Linked DNA regions of Sander lucioperca: region 2 is linked to region 1. A link is a contact called in public Hi-C data. All regions are on one chromosome and are shown on one strand. The core of a region is the stretch at or near the end of the contact, and the rest is flanking DNA. Distances in the headings are between cores, read along the strand shown.

Region 1 (4,984 bases), core at 756-3,255:
CTTGGAGGCAGTAGAACTTCATGAGGCAACAGATTGGCACACTTCGGATCAGTATTGTCATCCAGAGAAGCTAACCCAACATTTTTTAAATCTGGGTATATCTTCTCATCAGTGCTCCACATGTCCAACACATCGTCAGCAGGCGGAGGACTTGGAGGTAGTGGTATCTGAGCCAGGAGGCTGAGGGGCATCAAATGAAGACCTATATCATCCAGAGAAGGAAACCATTTGTCAGAAAAATCTGGGTACTTCTTCTCATGAGCGTCTCCCGTGTGAAGCACATCCTCAGGAGGTGGAGGACTTGGAGGCAGTGGAACTTCATGAGACAACAGGTTGGGACGCTTTGGATCAGTATCGCCATCCAGAGAATGAAACCCAATGTTTTTCAAAATCCTCTCATGAGCGTCTCCCATGCCCGACACATCGTCATCAGGTGGAGGACTTGGAGGCAGAGGAACCTCCTCAGCAACAAAGGACTCACGGTAGAAGTACTTCATTGATGGAGGTGGTATAGTGGCTGTCCCTTGAAAGTTGCACACTCTGCAACAAAAGTGTCAACAGCTGATTTTAGTATCATACAATGCAAACAGATAACAAAGGACTCATTATTACACAAACTAGTTATCGTATGTTTTATGATAATAAAGACGCGTGGTTTACTTCATAGGCTGTATTCTTGTGTTATTACATTACCTAGGTCACAAACATATAAACCCATAGATGTATCCTAGAATTCGTTTGAAATAGTAATACATACTTATAGCTGCTCCGCAGCAATGGTCAGGGCCGAGCATTTTAAGCAGGAAAAGAAAAAGCCGTTGGATGGAGAAGAGGAGAAAAGGGCAAATAAACGAAGATTCTGTCTGCAGAAGTGCCAAACAGAGAGATTCCTGCTCATCTTTTGAGTATGCCCAAGGAACAGGCCTAATGTTTAAGTGAGGATTAGTGAGTGCGTAGGGGATTTGAACTCATAACCTCTCGCACTGAAAACCAGTATCAAATTTGTTGAGGTACAGCTCCTTTTAAGAAACCTATGTCTCCAATCCCCAAAGCATAATGCCAGACTACACAGTGGCATGTTAAGCTAGGACACAACTAATGAGCTGATCGTTTAAGACAGGTGTGTTGATGCTGAGAAACATCTACTAAAGCATGCATAAACTACAAAAATTTATTTCTCACTAGAAAATTCAGAGAATTTTTGTACTTCGTTAAGACAACTTAGAGATGCCTGTAATGTATTTTGACAAAGATCAACAAATGACAAACTGATGTTTAAAGATGCTCTATGTTGCATTGACTGCAATAGCATAGATGAGGACTATTTGAGATAAAATTCAGACATTTTTCACACTAAATCTACAGTGACCTCTAAATGTTGTGATTTTTTTTCCATAAACATCAAAGATTTAGTTTTAAGTATAGGTAAACGCTTGTTAGCAACTGAAAAAACTGTATATTTGAAATTATTTGAAGTGTAATGCAGGACTTACCTGTCAGTTTTATAATAAGGAGCTCTGCTACGGTGCATTTTATTGACATGCAATGCATAGGCTCTTAGATCTTGTAGGGGCTCTTGATGTGGGAGCTCTACCAAACTGTGTCAGTGATGGCCATTTGCCTTAAAAAAAGGTAACATTTTTGTTGGTTTATTTGTTCATTACGAATGATGTCAAGCACATTATTTGCCTTGTTTAGGCATTGGTCAGACCAAAGCTCCATGGTGGCTTTTGATTTGACAATCTGATAACATTACAGAAAGTATTGTCAGAAAAGTAACACAGTTTTATCAAACTACTCAAACTGCAATGTTAAACAACATCTATTTATATGAAATCTAATCATAGATCAGATGTCAATTGAGCTGTTTTGTAAATGAATTAAAGATCCATAAAGCCTTACTTCAATGACTTTTTTCAATCAGTGTTGCCAGCAGCCTGCAGTTTTCTTGAAATATCTCTGGGTTTTGTAAAATGATCAATGTTTCAAGTACAAATATAGTGTCTTTCAGTTGTGGTGCATTGATAAGAAAAAAATCACTTCTGTGACATACATTCTGTGATGGAACTTCCATCTTGTTTCAGAGTGCAATGTACTCCAGAACACAGTGATGTTTGGTTCTGTGTTTTTTAAATGTTCAAGTTCAAACAAAAACACATACAGTAAAATGCAACATATTTAATGTTCTTTAATAGCCATACAAAACACATTGCTCAGCAAAACATTTTAAGCTTCATCTTCAGGGCTGTTGTAAGATTGTATTCAGGTTGCTTCACTGATATTTTAATGTACATATAAAATATGTATAATATGTATATGTAAAATTAGAAAATAATATATAAATAGTACCTCTTTTTTTTACCTCTTTTTGGTATAGCTGACTCCATGGTCTTCAGACCCAACAAACATTTTTATTTACCTATTCCACACTCACTGAGAGTGAGGATGCAGTTTAGTGGTTACAATCAACAGACCCATGATGTCCAGAAGCAGCCATGGTTGTGTTCAAGTCACTGCAGCTCACTCTAGGTGTTGAGGATTTGGCAGAAGTCGCATTAAAGTACCTGAAGGTCAAACCCAACACCCTCACGACATTTGCAGCAGGCCATTAGAGGACATGAGGAGCTAGATTCACTCATCAAAGACTCCATCACTGGTGGTGGTGTCAACCCCCACATCCACAAATCTGTGACTGTAAGAAGTTGGCAACAGGAGACTGTTTAGCCTCAAATGGCTCAAGTTCTCAGCTTAGTGCTTATTCTTCAGTGGCGTCAATAATAGTGTTTATTTTGTGTCTTTTGATGAGATAATCCTGCATTTTTGTGACTTATTTTGAACTTTCTTGAACATGTGTGGCATTCTTGTTCTAAGAGTGTTTTATGAATTGAATAAAATATTATTCTTAGGACAAAATAAGTTATATATATATAATAAGTTCTCTTGTTCTCCATCAAAACCATGCGTTTTCAGAAATTATTTTCCTTAGGTCAAACACATATTGCTCCCATTGCTCTTTACACTTCCTTTAGTCCACCTTTATTCCATGCAAGAGAAAGGTGTTGCTTGTTTTCCAGTTCATAAATCACTGACTTTATTCAGCATTGATATACCATGGTCTGTGGTGCAGCATAGCAGTCACCCTAAAGTGCTTTCTTTCAAGTTCATATTTCCTTCTACTGTAACGTCTGAGCGCACAATATACACAATAACCCACTTTTTTACATGAATGTTCTGATTCTCTGCATATCACTTGCCTCAGGGAGCCACAGGTTTTGCTATGATGTGAGACTGCCTCTAGTGGTCAAAGCAATATACTTGCATGTGTGTGTGTGTGTGTGTGTGTGTGTGTGTGTGTGTGTGTGTATGGCGTACAGGAAAAAGGCGCTGCTACTTTTCCAGTCCATTGTGCCTGAAGTGTGTAGTTTGGGGCTCTGCATCTTCTCTAACAATACCTCTCTGCCTCAGCCTATCTGCCTGTGTATCTGTGACAGATTCACCCACACACTGGTTTCTCTAGCCTGTGTTATCTTGCACACACACACACACACACACACACACACACACATACACACTCTCCCTCTCCTCTCTGTCTTTCTCTACCACTTCTCACTCACCTTCTGGCTTCCAAGCCCACCCCCCCCTTTCCCCTCAGCCTCGCTGCCTGTCCACGTAGAGGACTACTGTGGCGAGGGTGCAGTTCACCAGCAGTGGAGGTAGCCCCCTTTTGTGTTTATCAAGAGCACTTTGACAGGAGATCTTATCCCCTGTGCGCTGCTCGCGTCACAGCAGGAGAAGTTGGCTGAACTACTCTCCGTGGGCTGCCAGGGTTGGATAGTTCAAGCTCAAACTAGGAGAAATACAATGTTAAGCTCAATAGGCCAAGTGGAAAGTCTTTCAAAGTGGAAAGCTCTTTCAAACATTTCTTAAGCTGGAGGTCGTCAACCCCATGTGCTGAGAAGTTAGTTACCTGTTTAAAAGCTTTGGGTTACATTCATAACGTATCAAAAAATAAGAGTATCCCATTCTTTCTTATCCGCTCACAGAAACTGTCAGTCGAGGGTGCCTTAACTCAGCACGAAAACTGTAGGTGGTCCTTTCACTCAAGTACCACAATGATGAAACAGGTTGAAACTTCCTGAATGGAGAATTCCCCTGCAGCATGTGGGTCAAAGGAAGAGTCTAGACCAAATGTCTAAAGTTTAGTTTCCTGGAAGAAAATGTGCTTGGTTTAGAATCTAAACCCATCACATTTTCTACCAGGAACTTCTGTGTGTGATTGTAACTGTGGGTTGGCTCTGGCAGATGTACGTCTGGCAGAAACATACATACAGTTAGTGAGGGTGAAGCTGTGGCATGAATACAGCCGTTCAAAATATGTGATGTAGCATCATACTTTCAAATATCTACAGTAAATAACATAAGAGTTACCTTTATTTATACTCACTGAAAAATATGTTTAACAGTTGCATCCCTGGAAGTAAAGCAATACTGAAAAGTAATGTCCTAAAAATGTGGCTTATTTAGTCTCTATTGAGAAGCTGGTTGATAACAGCCCTGTAGCACATACACATTTGTTAGACCATACAATAGATCATAGCTGATTTGTGAGTATTGAAGGTAGCAAAGGTCATCTGCCAGTGAGTTAGTGGTAAGAACTGTATTCACAAAGCCCAATCCTTCAGTGAATACTACATTCAGCAGAACCGAAAGCTTTATTGATCGCCCTTAGTACTAACGAGATTGGACGTAGCATTCCTAACACCACCAGTATTCTTTTCTCACTAAATCAAGGGATTAGATTGGCATACACATCCGTCTTATCACAGCCTGTTACCATCCATATGTGTCAGGCAGCTTCAAGCGGACAAAGAAGCATAAATGAGAATGAGAGAAAAGGTGGGATTGAATACAAGAAAAGACACACCTAAAGGACTTATAGGGCTCCAGCTGAGTCTGTATGCTGAGGTAGAGACGCCCACAAAAG
Region 2 (4,937 bases), core at 405-2,904, 270 kb before region 1:
AAACCCAGATCTTTTTAACATAGAATGCAATTTAAGGCAGGTTTACTGGAGGAAAACCAATAGAGATGATAAGGCCTAGATTTAATTGTTATGACTTTTCAGCAAGACCAAAAACTTTTTTCTCTAGAGATACAGATACTGCAGATACTCTAGAGTATCTGCAGGTCCACCCCTTAGTCTGCCAAGTCCAATTCTAGCCCTGCTGTAGAATTGGACTTGGCAGACTGAGGGGTGAAATACTAAATGAGACTTTACCTTAGATAGTGGCATTCAATTACCACCTCAGCAGGGTTGGTCTTTAAAATAAAGGTGTTGCCAATGGGTGTTGGGGAGTACGTCAGAGAAAAGTAGTAGATGAGGGCTTCTTCGGTCAGCTGAGGAAAAAAAAAAAAAACGTTACAGGGACTTCAAACAGACAAGAGTGGATGGACACTGAAGGAGGCAGAGAGCCACACACCGCCATTGTGCTGCCGCAGCCCTGTAACTCCGTCTGGAACTGCACAACGTGGAGAGTGGTGGTTCGTGCAGCACAACCCCCTAAGGTCAGATCACTTGGGTGGATCAACTGACCGTTTCCTAGGAACAAAAGAGGAAAAAGGTGCAACTTAAATCAGGACCATTACCTGAGGCCATTTCTCTTCCTGGTCCAGTCAATAACACTCACAGCAAGTGCAGGTTCAGCCACAGGACAAATAATGCATCACTGAAAGTCAGCATTTGCTCACTGATCAGGCATCCAGAATGCTCCTTCTCAGAGTGAAGAAATAAAAGGAAACATAATATTGATCACCGATACCATAGTCTGTGCCATTTGCAGTAATCAGCACTGAGTGTCCCATCTTCACCGTTCCATTCCATTTTCCAACTCGGGCCTCTAACCTGAACCCTTTCTTTCTTAGACATTAGAGCAGAAAGCATGTTAAATGGACTTGTGTCGGTGCCACTGTGGACAAAAAAACCCACAATGGATCAACTCAAACAAGTAACCGGCAGCCATTACGGTACCTAAGAAGTTCTGTTTGACCTCAATGGTGACCCCTCCTTCTTCACAGTGCGCTGCCACGCTGTTGGCTGGCACAGGCACCCGCTGCCCAAACACCAGCGTCAGCACCTGGAATATCATTCAAGTTTAATTACACTGAACTTTAATGGTGCGGAAGATCAGAAAGGTTGCGTAAAAGTCATACCTTTGATTCCGGCTTGACAGGTGGGTTCAGATCTGGGCCTTGGACCAATTTTAACAACTTTTGGACATTTACCTCTGGCTCCAGCTGCTCTGAGGTCAGCTTTACGGCCTCAGATGTCTGCGGGTTTTGAAAAGTGTGCTCCAAAAGAGGCCGGGCTGGTTTTGGTTTCCTGACAACTGGGTTTCTAAGCTGGTAGGTCTTGAGACGGTGGGTGAGAGGAGAATGGACCAGATTGTCGTGCTCATTTCGGTTTGACTGATGATCTGTTGTCTGTGGTGATCTCTCATTGGTGCTGAAGTTTGGCCAGTTTTGTGTGGCAGCAAAAAGATTTCCACCTGAAAGGAGAAGCACAAACCCTAACAAAGCCGCCTCTCTGAACCCCATTACAACTTATCACCCAAAAACCTGAGTTTTGGGTGCTTTTTTCAGGGAACTCTGCTGCTTTTTTTCTTTTGACCAAAACTAAGTTGTGTGAGCTTGGCTCGGGCTCCACCTACTCCTAATGACTTGATTGGATTCCAGCCTGGAGGATTCAATCTCTGAACCATTTCTTTCCTCTCTTCCTTTTCACCAAATAGAATTGCAGATTAGAGGATAGCTGCTTGGCTGTGCACTCCAAAGGTTGAATTAACAGCCTGTTTGGTTTGTTTCAACTCTGTCTTTATGTCAAAGATAAAAAACTAAACTATTTAATTTAAATAATCATGTGTACAGTGTGGAAAAAGCTAAACATACTGAGCATTCTTTAAATGTTTTCAGGGCAAACACTGCCTGCTAAATCTCCACTTGTCACGATGGTAATGAACAAAGACTTTTATAAACAGAAACAAGCCTGACCCTAACAGTGAGTGGCTTTCACTGCCCCCATGAGACAAATCAATCAACGCTTTGGAACCCCATTTTTTTTTTTCATGCCGAGTGGTCTTGAATGTCAAGGCTATGCGGTCAACAGTCTGCAGAGTTCAGCAGTCGCTCATAAAACGGAGATTTATGATCATCCTCTGTGAGATTTTACAAATGTCACCATCAAATGCCGTGTGTGTGTGTGTGTGTGTGTGTGTGTGGGGGGGGGGAAATGTGACAGGAAGCAGGGGGGTGGGTCTTGAACCTGTGCCAAGCAGGCATGTCAATCACACTGTTATGGTGAGACACGTTTTAGGGCCTGTTTAACCTTTGAACTCTTAATTTCTCCCCACAAAATTCCACTTACGTTTCTTTGAATTTAGAAAAAAGTCATACTATATATTTTCTAAATGTGCTTGTTCTGGCACTAAAGTTACAATATGTTTTGGTATTGGGTGAAAATGTAAATATTCTAGTTGTGATGTGCATCATTTTATACTCTTTTCAATATTCAGTCTGATATATATATACAAATAATTCAAACATTTGGATCTCCACTAGAATTTGTATTTGGTGTAAAGTGTATTTTTTGTTGTCAACAAATCCCATAAAAACATCAATAGTGTGTTAGATAGATAGATAGATAGATAGATAGATAGATAGATAGATAGATAGGTAATAGATTAAACATATTACCAGCCTTATTTCTTAAAAATGTTTAATAAAATAACAAAAGAAAGTTACCAGTATGAGTTTGGAACTTTCCCACCAAATTCAATGTAAAACATGGTGACCTTCTTCTTTTAGGTTCAGTTTGGATTCTTTTATTCTTATCAATCTTTGTGACAGTCATATAAACAGACTCTAAAATGGACATTTCTCGTCATCCACAGCCATATTTGTGGAACTACTTCCAGTAAAAACATATGGATAAAAACCATAATAAGATTTCATTTAAAGAAACTCCTGTTCAAAAGGCTAATTTATTTTAAATCACTTCCTCTTGATACAGACACACTAATCTAGGCTGACCTGCAGGAATACATTATACCTCCACTCTAAGTCAGGATCTCCCTGCAGACTCCCCAACAGCGAGCTGCTATTGTCAGGAACTGGCTTTTATCTTTTGCTGATCAGCGGCAAAACAAAGAAAGGAGGTGGATCTGTGTGTGTGTGTGTGTGTGTGTGTGTGTGTGTGTGTGTGTGTGTACGTGGTTAGTTCAGGAGGCTGGAGTGAAATCAGTCCATCCCTGCCAGTCAGGCTCCCTCTGCTGCTGATCTCTAACTTGGTTAGCTGCCTCTAATTTGGTCCCTGGAGGGCCCTAATGTGGCCCCCGCGGGGGTTTCTGAAAGGGGCCTGGCAGCTTCTACCTCCACACACTCACATACACACACTGCGGCCACTCCCATCAGCTTCTGTTTTCAATAATCATGGTGTAGTTTGAGACAGGATGATGCAGGTAAATAGGCCGTTCTGTTTAGACAAAAAACACACATCCTCGTACACACACATCCACCAGATGGAAAATCGTCAACCAGGATGGCACACCGACGATGCAGATGCTCAGTGACAGTAGCACACACAAATGTACACACACACATGTCCCTCGTCAGGTTTTGCTGACAGCACAAAGTCATGGAAACAGCTCGATTTGGCCCGTGCTGCACTGCACCATACGGATAACGGTTATGGAGGCTCATTAAAAACATGTAGTGGGAGATGGATTAGTTATAGCCTGCTGCTGTGGTGGGCGAGCAGCGTTCAAGATCATTTCTATGCGTTTTGTCAGCTTTCTGTGGCGGTGGTGAATAGATGTTGCGTGGGACAGGGAGTGAAATTTTCTCCTTCCAACATGTCCTGGCATGCGTTTTTAGATGCTGGCATCAGTTCTGGTGCCACTGCTTCAAACTATCTTGGTATATTGGCAATTTCTTGAAAAGGGAACAAATATGTGGATCTGTCAGGAGGGCGAAGTCGAAGATGAAATATGTGAGAGAGGCAGGAGAACAAGTGTGAGAGTGAGAAGGAAGAAAAAAGTAAGAAGTCGCAGCATGAAGGGGGGGAGGGAACAAAAAACAAAGGAGGGAAAGAAGAAAAATATGCTTGGGGTCAGTGAACCTGGGGGTGAGGGATAACAGACAGCAGCCCGGCTGGTGCTCGGCCCGTCCCGTTGGGAGCAACATGAAATAACAGCACGCTGGGCTCTGATTCACGGCCCATCAGCGGCCATTTCCAACACTTCCCCACACAAGGACACACGTTCTGTTTCCGCACACTCACAGGGACACATATGGGAGCATGCACAAACACACACAGCCTAGATACCAGCCCATATACAAAGGAGCCGCACACGCAGAGAGCTAATGGACTGTTATTAAAGACATGCATCACACCAGAGCACCTACCGACCACACACAAAGTCACACACACACACACACACACACACACACACACATCTGAACATTGCTCCCACACACTCCAATGGGATAATGATCTCCCAGCACTGCAATAACCGCTGATGTGTCATTTAGCCAAAAAGTCACAGTGACTAGCGAGGCCACAATGACACAAACACACTCCAGTGGAGAGTTTTTGACATCAGCCAAAACTACTCTCTCTCTACTCGTACTCCATATGTGGCTGACCTCGTTTTTTATCACAACATCCATGACATTTCTCATGTCTGGCTCAATAGCCTGTGAACGGCCTTTGTCCCATTATAAAGGTCTTCAGCGCAGGTTGATTGACAGGTGTCATCGCCCCATGTAGAGGTACAATGCAGCGGTGGGAGAGTCAGGAGCTGACCTTTAGCCTCCCGTCCCGCCCTACATCATGGGTTCCTAAGTTTCTCTCAAGGGAGCAACTTTTCAGTTTTTCCTTTTGTTTGATTTGTGTGCTATGGAAAA

Evidence for each region. Hi-C and Micro-C count contacts between places; a contact is called where the count stands out from the background.
Region 2: a contact with region 1 is called in a Hi-C map of liver, with 5 times the contacts expected there. The contact joins the promoter of LOC116044659 here to the promoter of LOC116044677 in region 1. A contact is called at or near these places in 2 of 2 Hi-C or Micro-C datasets (liver and muscle).

Annotation. Positions count from the first base shown.
Region 1 is chr24:9,359,012-9,363,995 of SLUC_FBN_1.2, reverse strand. It overlaps LOC116044677, which reads right to left and starts at 2,005. Exons shown (of 4, transcript XM_031292088.1): 1 at 1,903-2,005; 2 at 1,494-1,621; 3 at 1-540. The coding sequence starts at 1,531.
Region 2 is chr24:9,631,405-9,636,341 of SLUC_FBN_1.2, reverse strand. It overlaps LOC116044659 (zona pellucida sperm-binding protein 3-like), which reads right to left and starts at 1,654. Exons shown (of 11, transcript XM_031292063.2): 1 at 1,188-1,654; 2 at 1,006-1,111; 3 at 458-576; 4 at 256-374. The coding sequence starts at 1,571.